Regions from separate parts of the Rattus norvegicus genome. Here region 1 is linked to region 2. Evidence: chromatin contacts called from public Hi-C data. All regions are on one chromosome and are shown on one strand. The core of a region is the stretch at or near the end of the contact, and the rest is flanking DNA. Distances in the headings are between cores, read along the strand shown. Region 1 overlaps Shroom3 (shroom family member 3). Region 2 overlaps Shroom3 (shroom family member 3).

Region 1 (5,411 bases), core at 2,024-4,523, 130 kb before region 2:
TAGGAACTGTGCTAGGCTAGGTAGGCACACGAACCTGAAGGCAAGGGTCCTGCTCTCAGAGAATTCAGTATCTAATGTGGGGAATAGGTTAGAAAAAAATCTGTAATTCTAACAGCCACCAAGAATAGAATGGAATGCAATAGAATAGAATAGAATAGAATAGAACAGAATAGAACAGAATAGAATAGAAATGAGAATGTTATCAGAGCTGAAGACACAGCCCAGTCAGTAAACCGTGTGCCACACAAAGCATGAGAACCCGAGTTTGAGAGTCAAAGCTCCCCTAATGTGTAGCAGTGCACACTTGTAAACCCACCATTAAGGAGGCAGAGACAGACAGGTCCCTCAGGCTTATTGGGCGGCCAGCCTAGCCTAACAGGAGAGCTCTAGGCCAGTGAGAGACCCTGTCTCAGAACTAACAAAAACAAAGAAATGAAACTGGGAACTGAGGAGGCGGCCCGGTGCTTACTTGTTCCCGGATTGATTGCCAGCACCCTCCGTGCACGGTGCTCACAACCATCTGTAACTCCAGTTGTTGGAGCATCCGAGGCCTTTGCCTGGCCTTCTTAGGTACCCAGGCCACCAAGAATGCACATGGTGCACTGTCATACATCCAGCATACCCATACACACACACACACAAAAAAAGAAAATTAAAAACACTAAACAAGGTTGATCTTTGGTATCCAAAGGCACCCCTGTGCACGTGAACATATGTACATTAAAAAAAATAACATGTCTAGAAAAAAAAACCAGCTGGAGATGTAGATCAGTGGTAGAGAATGTCTTAAGTATACATGAGGTCCTGGGTTCAATCCCCCATACCATCAAAACAGTAATCATCATCATCATCATCATCATCATCTTTAAAATTTTTTGAAAATTTATTTTAAACATATGAGTATTTTGCCTGCATGGCTGTGTGTATCTCATGTACGTCTGGGGCCCACGGAGATAAGAAACGGACATCAGATGCCCTGGTCCTGGGCTTAGGGATGGTTGTGAGCCACCATGTCCATGCTGGAAACTGAACCTGTTTCTTCTGTAAAGAGAGGCATGTGTGCTTAACCACTGAGCCATCTCTCCAGCTTCAGTAAAAGCTTCTTAGAGCAGCATGGCAGTCCTGGTTTCCGGAAACACGGACAGGAGTTTTAGTTCTGGGTTTGGAAGTGGAGGTTTTCTAGACAAAGTTAACAGGTTGTTCAAAAGCAGGGAGACAGGTGAAGAGAACCTCAAGCCAGGGATAAAGGCAAAAGGTTCGTTTGAAATGTGATTAAAAAACAACAGAAAAAGACCAGGGCAGGGCTGCCCCCATGAGGAGTGGGAGTGGCTGCTACCTTCCAGCCTGTGCTTTGCCTTCCAGTCCGCCAGTTCCCTAATTTGCACAGGTGCCACGTGAGCTAGGTAGGCCTGTGTGGGTGCAGCTGTCCTTTCTGGAATCTTCTGAGCAGAACCTGGAAGTGTGGAGGTGGAGGTAACTAGAGATCAAAAAGACCGAATAGAAAACGCTCTGGCCTCATTTTGTTGTGTCTTTTTTTGTTTTTGTTTTTGTTTTTAAAGATTTATTTATTTATTTTATGTATGTAGTACACTGTTGCTATCCTCAGACACACCAGAAGAGGGCATCAGATCCCATTACAGATGCTTGTGAGCCACCATGTGGTTGCTGGGAATTGAACTCAGGACCTCTGCGAGAGCAGTCAGTGTTCTTAACCACTGAGCCACCTCTCCAGCCCTCGTTGTGTCGTTTTATTGTTTGAGGTGATGGGGTACAAACCCAGGGCTTTGTACATCCTAGGTAAGTGTCCTACCACTGAGCAGCATCCCCAGAGCCTGGCATCATTTTGGAAGGTGGATTTGAACTGGGTGAGTCTGGAGTTAAACCAGAGAGACCGATTGATTGATCTGGATGAGATACGATGGGGGCATGACTCACATAGGGCAGGGGACAGTGGGACATCTGCTCCCTGGAGGGTGGCCTAGTGGGATGGGGTGACAGGCTTGAGTGAGGGCAAACAGAAGTGACTCCCAGGGTCTCAGGTCAGCTGCCCAGTGGAAGGTTATCATAATCCTGCAAGGACTGATAAACCGGGGAACTTTGACACAGTGTGTGGTCAGGTTCTTGCTGTCGAATAATAACAATAAAAGTTCCTTATGTAAGGGTTGTGGTTAAAGATTAAAAGGAAGGGCTTCAGTACCAGAGGAAAAACACGCTGGTCTTGAGCTGTGTCCCTTCAGAGAATGACCAATTGTTATGGAGGGAAATCATAGCTGTCTTTTGGGTTAGGGTTTCGTTCAGGTAGAGCAAAACCCCTAGCAGAAAACCAGGCCATTCGAAGTAGGACACACAGAGTGCCCAGTGGCTTCATTGCTCTTCTTCCCAGACCAAGACTGGGATATACTCTGGCTAAGCAGAACATTGGCCGAGTATGCCCTACACCCCAGGCTCAACCCCCAGTACCCCACAAAAGAAAACAAAACGATCTCCTGTTTAGCACTCATCTCAAACTCTCAAAGTTATGATTTTGTCAGGCATGGTGGTGCCTATGTCTAATCCCAGCGACACAAAAGGCTGAGACAGGACGAGTGTGAATTTAAGATCAGCCTGGGCTGCACAGGAAGAAACCTACCTTAATACAGTGCTAAACCCAGTCCCCTTCCCATGCTCTCCACAGAGAGTAGCATCTTGAGTTTGATATTGTATTTGTATTTGTGCTCATCATGATGGTCTTGAGAGAACACTGTCAACATGGACCATCAGCTACAACCATTCGCCAGTGTCCCTGTTCTTGCTACAAATGACTAATGTTGCTGTTCTTGTTATGAGGAAAGGTATGGTCTGCACTGTTAATTCATCTAGTCCTTGGGCTACAGACACCTACTAGATGGTAGCTGTAAAGCCTTCTTTGTGTTGGCCCAGGAGAGGGAGTTGCACTCCCTCTGAATCAGAGAGCAGGTTACCCAAATCCCATGCTCCCTCCTGATAGGCAGAGAGAGCTATACTGATTATAGTCAGCACGGAAAAGCAGATCTCTAACCTACAGAAACCATTTAAGAAAGGCAGGAAAACATGGTGGCCGGTTTTCACAGGACCAAGGAGTTTCCCTAAGTATTAGAGGCCACAGAAGCTAATTTGCATTACATTAACAATTAACAGTAGTCAACTCAAGACTACTGTGAATTCGGGCCAGCGCTGCCCAACTTGGTGCCATAGTTAATAGCACCAAGAAAATGCACTTCAATATTCTTATCAAGAAACTGCCTTGTCATTCACTTTGGTCACTGCTTTGGAATGTCCCTCGGGGTCCTGCCAGTTTTCGTTGCTTAGGACAGAGAAGCTTCCAGAAAGGCTCCTGTTTATGTTTTCACAAACTAGAAATGCTTTTTGTGGTTTAATGTAACTGAAAAGAAACTCTGGTGTGCTTTGATTGCGCTTATAAAAAAGGGAACTGGAGAATTCAGGAAGTAACCTTGTTAAAGCGGCTGGGATGGTAATACAGGTTTAGGGCTGGGGAGGTGGCTCACAGGGTAAAACACTTGCCACGAGTGCGTGAGGGCATGAGTTCTAACCCCCAGGACCCATATAAGAGCTGGACACTGGCATGTGTTTGCAGTCTTAGTGTTCCTACAGTGAGGGCCAGCTAATCTGCAGAGGCCAATGACCAAGAGAGCCTGCATCAAAGTGGGAGGAAGGCAAGGACTGACAGCCAAGCTGTCCCCTGACCTCTACATAAGTACCGTGGTACGTGCACACCTGAACTCATACATCCTCATCATGCACACAGTGCAGGAGGGAGGGGTGAAGAGAGAAGAACAGACAGAGATAGACAGACATAGAGACAGAGAGGGAGCGAGAAATCCGTGCAAGCATTGAGGCGTTTGCTTGAGGTGCTGAGAGTGGAACTCGGGACCTCGTGCGTGCTCTGAAGATGATCTCCCCTGAGCTGGACCCACAGTCCCCGATATTAGTTATCAGTTATGATTGTCACTGAGTCTTCCTGAAGCACCAGAGAGGGGGAACTGGGAGCCTGTATATTTAGGCTACTGTAAGTCTACTTTGCCTTTGAGAAAGAAGGGGAAAAATCAAAATTAGTGAACTATAATTGTTTTCTGTACAAGAAATTAGGGAAATTAGGTGGCAGGAAGGAGCTTAAGTCAGCAGTTTTCAATTGGAAGGGATTTTGCTGAGAGGTCACTTAACATGGTCTGTAAAACATTATGGTTGTCGCAGCTGTTGGGACAGGGATCAGGCTTCTGGCTGCTGTGGGCAGACATCTGGCTGCTGAAAACATCTCAAGGTAAAGGCTTTTAGGATCTGGGATCTGGCTCTGTGGTAGAATACTTTGTTCACACACACACACACACACACACACACACACCATACACATACCATACACATACCATACACTCTCATACATGCACACCACACACACACACACACACATATACCATACACATACCATACACTCTCATACATACCACACACACACACATACACATACACTCACACTCACACCACATACACATACCATACACACACATATACATACATACATACCATGCATACCACATATATATACACACACAATACCACACACATACTACACACATATATACACACCACACCACACACACATACTCACATACACACACCATACCACATACACACATACTGCACACACATGCACACACACCACACACACCACACACACATACCACATACACTCACACACACACATACCACACATACCATACACACACATATACATACTATGCATACTAAGTATATACACACACAATACTGCACACATACTACACACACACATACTCACATACACACCATACCACACACATCACACACATACACACATCACACACATACTCATACACATACACACACCACACACACACACACACACACCATGCATACCACACATGCCATGCACACCACACACACTCACACATATACACACTCATACATATGCACACTCATACACACCACACTCATAGACATACTCACACCAAACACACACACACACACACACACACACACACACACACACACACACACAGAGTCTCTCTTGGTGAGAAAAGTAGCTCCCATTACTTTCTGATGATTGAAATAACTTTCCTCAGGCGGTATAGGGAAGTTTTCTTGCCTCCTTACAGGTTTAGTTTCTTCATATCTAGCTCTTCAGTCATCTGAGAGATCAAGCTGGGTGCTGGGGAGACTGGGGGTTGGGGGGAAGGACAACTACTAGATTGGTCCAACTACTCCCTCTATGTACTCATTAGTGCCCTGTGCACACAGCCGCTCCTTGGTGCTGAGGAAGCAAGGGAGAGCCTCCTTCAGGGAGTGAAGCAGGGGTGAGCCTCCATCCGGAAATGCCTGCACTTTTTAAACACCCTTCC
Region 2 (4,665 bases), core at 579-3,078:
AAAACTGAATTCCAAGTGACTGTAACTAGGGACCAGCCCTGGCTCAAGAGAAGGCCCTTTGGAACCCCGTGGCTGTGGGAGAGCGCCACAGATGTGCCTCCTCACGCCAGCTCCTGCTTTGGGAAGCTGTGGCATCTCCTGTGCCCTCATCCTCACCACCATCGACTCTCCTCACCGCTCTCTCTTTTCTTCCCCTAGCAGTTCCTGCGGACTTCCCAGGGTGACAGCCACGAGGGAAGGACAGGTGCCCGGGGCAGGCCATGCAGAAGGAAGTCAGATAATGGTTGCCATCCCACCCCAAACTTCGGCCGAAGGCTCAGCAGCCGAGTCCAGCACTGCTGCCCGAGTGAGCGCCCAGCCTCCGCTCCACAGTTTTCCTGGCAAGCAGCCCTGTCCCAGCCAGGCCCGAAACCTCACTTACGAACCTGCTGACAGAACTCAGGATCTAGGGAAGAAAATCCATGCTGAGCCCCAGAAGACTTCAGAAGATATCCGAACGGAGGCTCTCGCCAAGGAAATTGTCCACCAAGACAAGTCTCTGGCGGACATTTTGGACCCGGACTCCAGAATGAAGACCACGATGGATCTGATGGAGGGTCTGTTCCCCAGGGATGCTGGTGTGCTGAAGGAGAACGCTGAGAGGAGAGCCGTAGACAGCACCACCAGGCGTGCTGGGTGGGAAGTCGAGACGTAAGTCCCCTGTAGTCCACCCCTGTAGACTCGGCTCTTCTGTGGGGCAGTAATACGTGTGGACATGATACGCCCCTACGTCCTCACAGGAACATCACTGCAGCTCATCTTCACAGGGCACCTTGGAGAGGACCACTGTGAGAGTGGAGGGTCCCTAGCTCAGTAAGCACTCGATCGATCGTCAGACCTGTCATAGGCCACTTTCAGGGACCTCCCCGAAGCTTAGTGCTGAGAAGGGAGCGTCTACAAGAACAAAGTGGACCAGTCTTTATGAAAGGGGGAGGGGCCTGGAGAAATAGATGCCTTTACTATGTAGGACGTGCACTTGGATGCACTGAGGTGAGCGCTTACTCAAGTCCTGAGCAAATCTCAGTGGGAAACGCTCCGCTGGATATGGGGGTCACTTAGCCCCTGCTCTGGAGGCTCTCAAGCCCTCTGCTGCTCTTGGAACTCCGACCCAGGGCCCAGCCACAGCAGGAGAACTGTGAGCAGTTGTGTTTCTTGTTTCGTGGAGTTCTTGAATTATTCTGAGATTTTCTTACATACTTGGTTAAGGGACTCTGAGCAGGAAGATATAGAGTGGGTTTTATTTCCTCTTTAGTTTGCAGTGATAATATTGACAGACCGACACTCAGCAGTGAGCGGCTTCCAGACGAAATACAAACAGAACAGCTCACCCAAATAGGGTTTGCCGTTTAGAAACCTGCAGCTGATCATAACTGGATCAGCAGCGGGAACACTGTTTTATTTGGGCCAGAGGGAGAAAAGAGCTGTGTGCATAGGTTTGGTTTTTTTTTTTTTTTGGTTTTGTTTGTTTGTTTGTGACTTGTGGGCTATGTTCTCAGAGCGCATCCAGTTCACAGCCTCGCACTCTCCTTGCCTGTCTCTTCAGTTTCAGATTAGAGGGTCAAGGCTATGGATCGTAGGCGTGGTGGCTTATCCAGAGTCACACTGTAGCTAACACTGGACACCTGCACAATACAGGGCAGTCCGCTGGGAACTGCAAGGGCCCAAAGTTTCACAGAGTATCCTTAGAAAACATGTCTTTGAGAATTTATATTCCCTCGAGAATTTGGTGGTGAAATGGTTTCAAAAAGATGACATGCACCACCTTCTGGTGAAAGTAAATGTAGTCCCATTGTGGCGAACGGCATTGTGAGGTTTCATCAGACTCCTAGTTGGGACAGCGCTGGGTAGAAGCTGATGGAAGCTGTAACGTGCACCTGAAGGCTTTTCTCCAGCTTCCTGGGTTACATGAAGATACGTTGCTTACAGGAGATCGGTGAAGGTGTTGTATGCCTGGTTCTTTAGTAAAATCACAGGGTCAGAAGTAAATAATATATCACTGAAGAGCTAAAATCTCTCTCCAAGAGAACTTACTTCTGTGAGTCATCCACCGGGTGCGTCTGAACCCTTTGGCATGCCTGAGGATCCCAGTTCCACCCCCAGCTCCTCACAAACACAAAACAGATTATGAAAAGCAGCTCCACTGTGGTAAAACAAACAGCACGAGACACCATGGTTTGCAGCTCCTGGTTTTCTCGGACAGCCCTGAGCGCCCCCATACCCCTGTGTAATAATTTCTCTTGAGATGGAGTAGCCTTGGCTGGTTTCAAATTCCTGATCCCATCTCCAGCACATCCCTCAGGAGCTTCGCATCCCGGGTTTGCCTGGTCTTAGGTGCCCAGCAGAGTCACTCTCAGCAAATCGCTCACCGGTCATTATTTCTGGGGGAAAGTTAAGTAGAACTCTGCACGTTTCCTAGTGAGCCAATGTGAAGAGCTGCTCTGAGCACGCTGTGTGTTTCAGGAGCGACCACAAGGAGGCAGCGGGTGTGCTGGTCAACTGCCCTGCGTACTACAGTGTCTCTGCTGCCAAGGCGGAACTGCTGAACAAAATCAAAGACATGCCGGAGGAGCTGCGGGAGGAGGAGGAGCAGGAGGACGTCAATGAGAAAAAGGTACGGGGGGCGGGGGGGACACTTGCTCTCTCGCCCCCACAGGTAGCGAAGGCCCTTGTCATGACCACAAGTACCAGCCCCTACTGACGGCTCTGAGCATTCTCAGAGGTCTGTGAGCAGACAGAGCAGGAAGGCCACTGTCACTGTCATTCTGCAAATGATGAACGAAAGCTTGGAGGGGTTGAGTTATTAGAGCTGGGACCGGACCTCAGGGACTCTGATGCTGTTCTCGGCAGCTGGTGGTAGCTTATGTCAAGAGCAAAACTAGAGATTTAAAATTTTGCACAGGGAAAGCAGCGGCTGTCAAGACACATCTAGGAAAAGGTAAGGCTGACCTTACACACCCCCAGCTCTTGCAGTGCCTCAGAGAAGAGCTTTAAAGTACATGGGTTGGAATGTAACCCTTAGCATCTGGTACTCCTGCAGATCCTTTAATGTCAAGCATGTTACGATGACCTCGCTGCTGCCACAGCCTCCCTGCGTACTGTGGAGATCTGGGCCAGGCTGTGCCTGCAGGGCAGAGCGTCCTTCCACTTTGCCTATAGCCCTCCGTAGATCCCAGCCATGCCCTCTGCAAAAGGACATGTGTGGCTCACTTCAGTGGAGCGTAGAATGTGTGCTCCAGTGGTGGTGATGTCAGGAGGACGTGCACATGGGGTTCCGGTTACTGTACATACTTTCCCCAGGCCCTCTTCTTAATGTGTTGGGTAAAACCACAGAACATAGGCGCGTGTGCGCGCGCACACACACACACACACACACACATATACACACACCCCAGAAACAGAGAAAGCCTTGAGAGGCATCCTGTTAGAACATTGTGAGCTCTGGGCTGCATGTGACAACAGCCACTACAGAAACATTTCTTCCAACCAGAGGCTTCCCGTTCAGAGCCCTGCTTTGTGGAACCCCTCCTAGCATCTCCCTGTCGGTACTGCTGACTGTGCCCATTTTGTGTGCTTGGGAACCAGAGGGCTCTGCTCTACCACAGAGAAGGAGCTATCTATATGCCACCCCATCTTTAACTGAGTGTTTTCCTTTGTCCTGCCATCTGCGTATTGACCTCTCTGCATTACAGTAAAGAAGCAAAGTACACGTTACGTTTCCTCCTCTTCGCTTTTAAAAGATTTATTATTTTATGTGTATAGGTGATGTGTGTGTGTACCACATACATCCCTGGTGTCCATTGAGGTCAGAATAGAGGATCAGATCCTCTGGAACTGGAGTTGCAGGTGGTTAAACCTGGATCCCTTGCAAGAGCAGTCAGTGCTCTTAACCACTGAGCCATCTCTCCAGCTCCTCATTTTATATTTACAGAATTAACTCATCCTCTGAGGAAATGAAGTAGCCCTACTTAGTTCTGGTCCGTGTGTGGGCTGTAGGGCTTTGCGTGGGGTTCTGCTTGTTTCGTTTTGTTTAAATTCCACCAGTCCCCTTTTTGGCATGGTTTATAGTGAAATGGACAGCAGTAGCATTTAAAACTGTCCTGCTCTGTTGCTTTCGGGACGCTGTGGCTGATGGGTGGGTCCTGTTAGGCATCGTTGGCTCCTCAGCTCCCCACCTCCCATTTCTGCTGAGTTTCTCTGCAGGAGGTCCAGGTTCCTCTCTGGCCTTGTTTCCTCTCCAGTGGAAATCCTGAGAAAGATTTCCTTTAGCATCTCCCTCAGGAGAGATCTGCAGTGATGTGGTTTCCTCTGCCTGTTTCCAGAACATTCTCATTCCCGAAGGATGCCTCTCTGGATGCGAAGTCCCGGTTGGCTGGCTTTTGTCATGTGTGTGCCATGTATGCAGACATGTTGCTTTCTGTTACTGCTGAGAAACAGTTTCCAGGCATTTAAATGTGATCTTCCTCTTGGTGGCTACCTGCTTCCCCTCACCACATGCCTGTCATCACGTTGCTTGTGGTTTGTGCGAGCACGGAGACTGTGGATAAATAAGGGCATTTTCAACCTCTGCCTCTTTAGTTACGAATTGTTACCTTATGCATAGCTGAACGAGTCATTGTTAGAGTTTCT

The links. Hi-C and Micro-C count contacts between places; a contact is called where the count stands out from the background.
Region 1: a Hi-C map of the A7r5 cell line shows a contact between it and region 2, with 2.6 times the contacts expected there. The contact joins two enhancer-like sites. A contact is called at or near these places in 2 of 12 Hi-C or Micro-C datasets (the A7r5 cell line and kidney).

What each region holds. Positions count from the first base shown.
Region 1 is chr14:15,521,498-15,526,908 of GRCr8, reverse strand. The region is part of intron 2 of Shroom3 (shroom family member 3); the gene reads left to right. Among named protein-coding and RNA genes, the nearest start is that of Shroom3, 160 kb to the left of the region's middle. Within about 2 kb of position 3,273, at least 6 of the 93 cell types and tissues checked have an H3K27ac peak or open chromatin away from gene starts, as enhancers often do. A contact at or near this core is called in the A7r5 cell line, where this site is marked.
Region 2 is chr14:15,391,459-15,396,123 of GRCr8, reverse strand. It overlaps Shroom3 (shroom family member 3), which reads left to right. Exons shown (of 11, transcript NM_001100889.1): 8 at 202-690; 9 at 2,500-2,650. Among named protein-coding and RNA genes, the nearest start is that of Sowahb, 80 kb to the right of the region's middle. Within about 2 kb of position 1,828, at least 5 of the 93 cell types and tissues checked have an H3K27ac peak or open chromatin away from gene starts, as enhancers often do. A contact at or near this core is called in the A7r5 cell line, where this site is marked.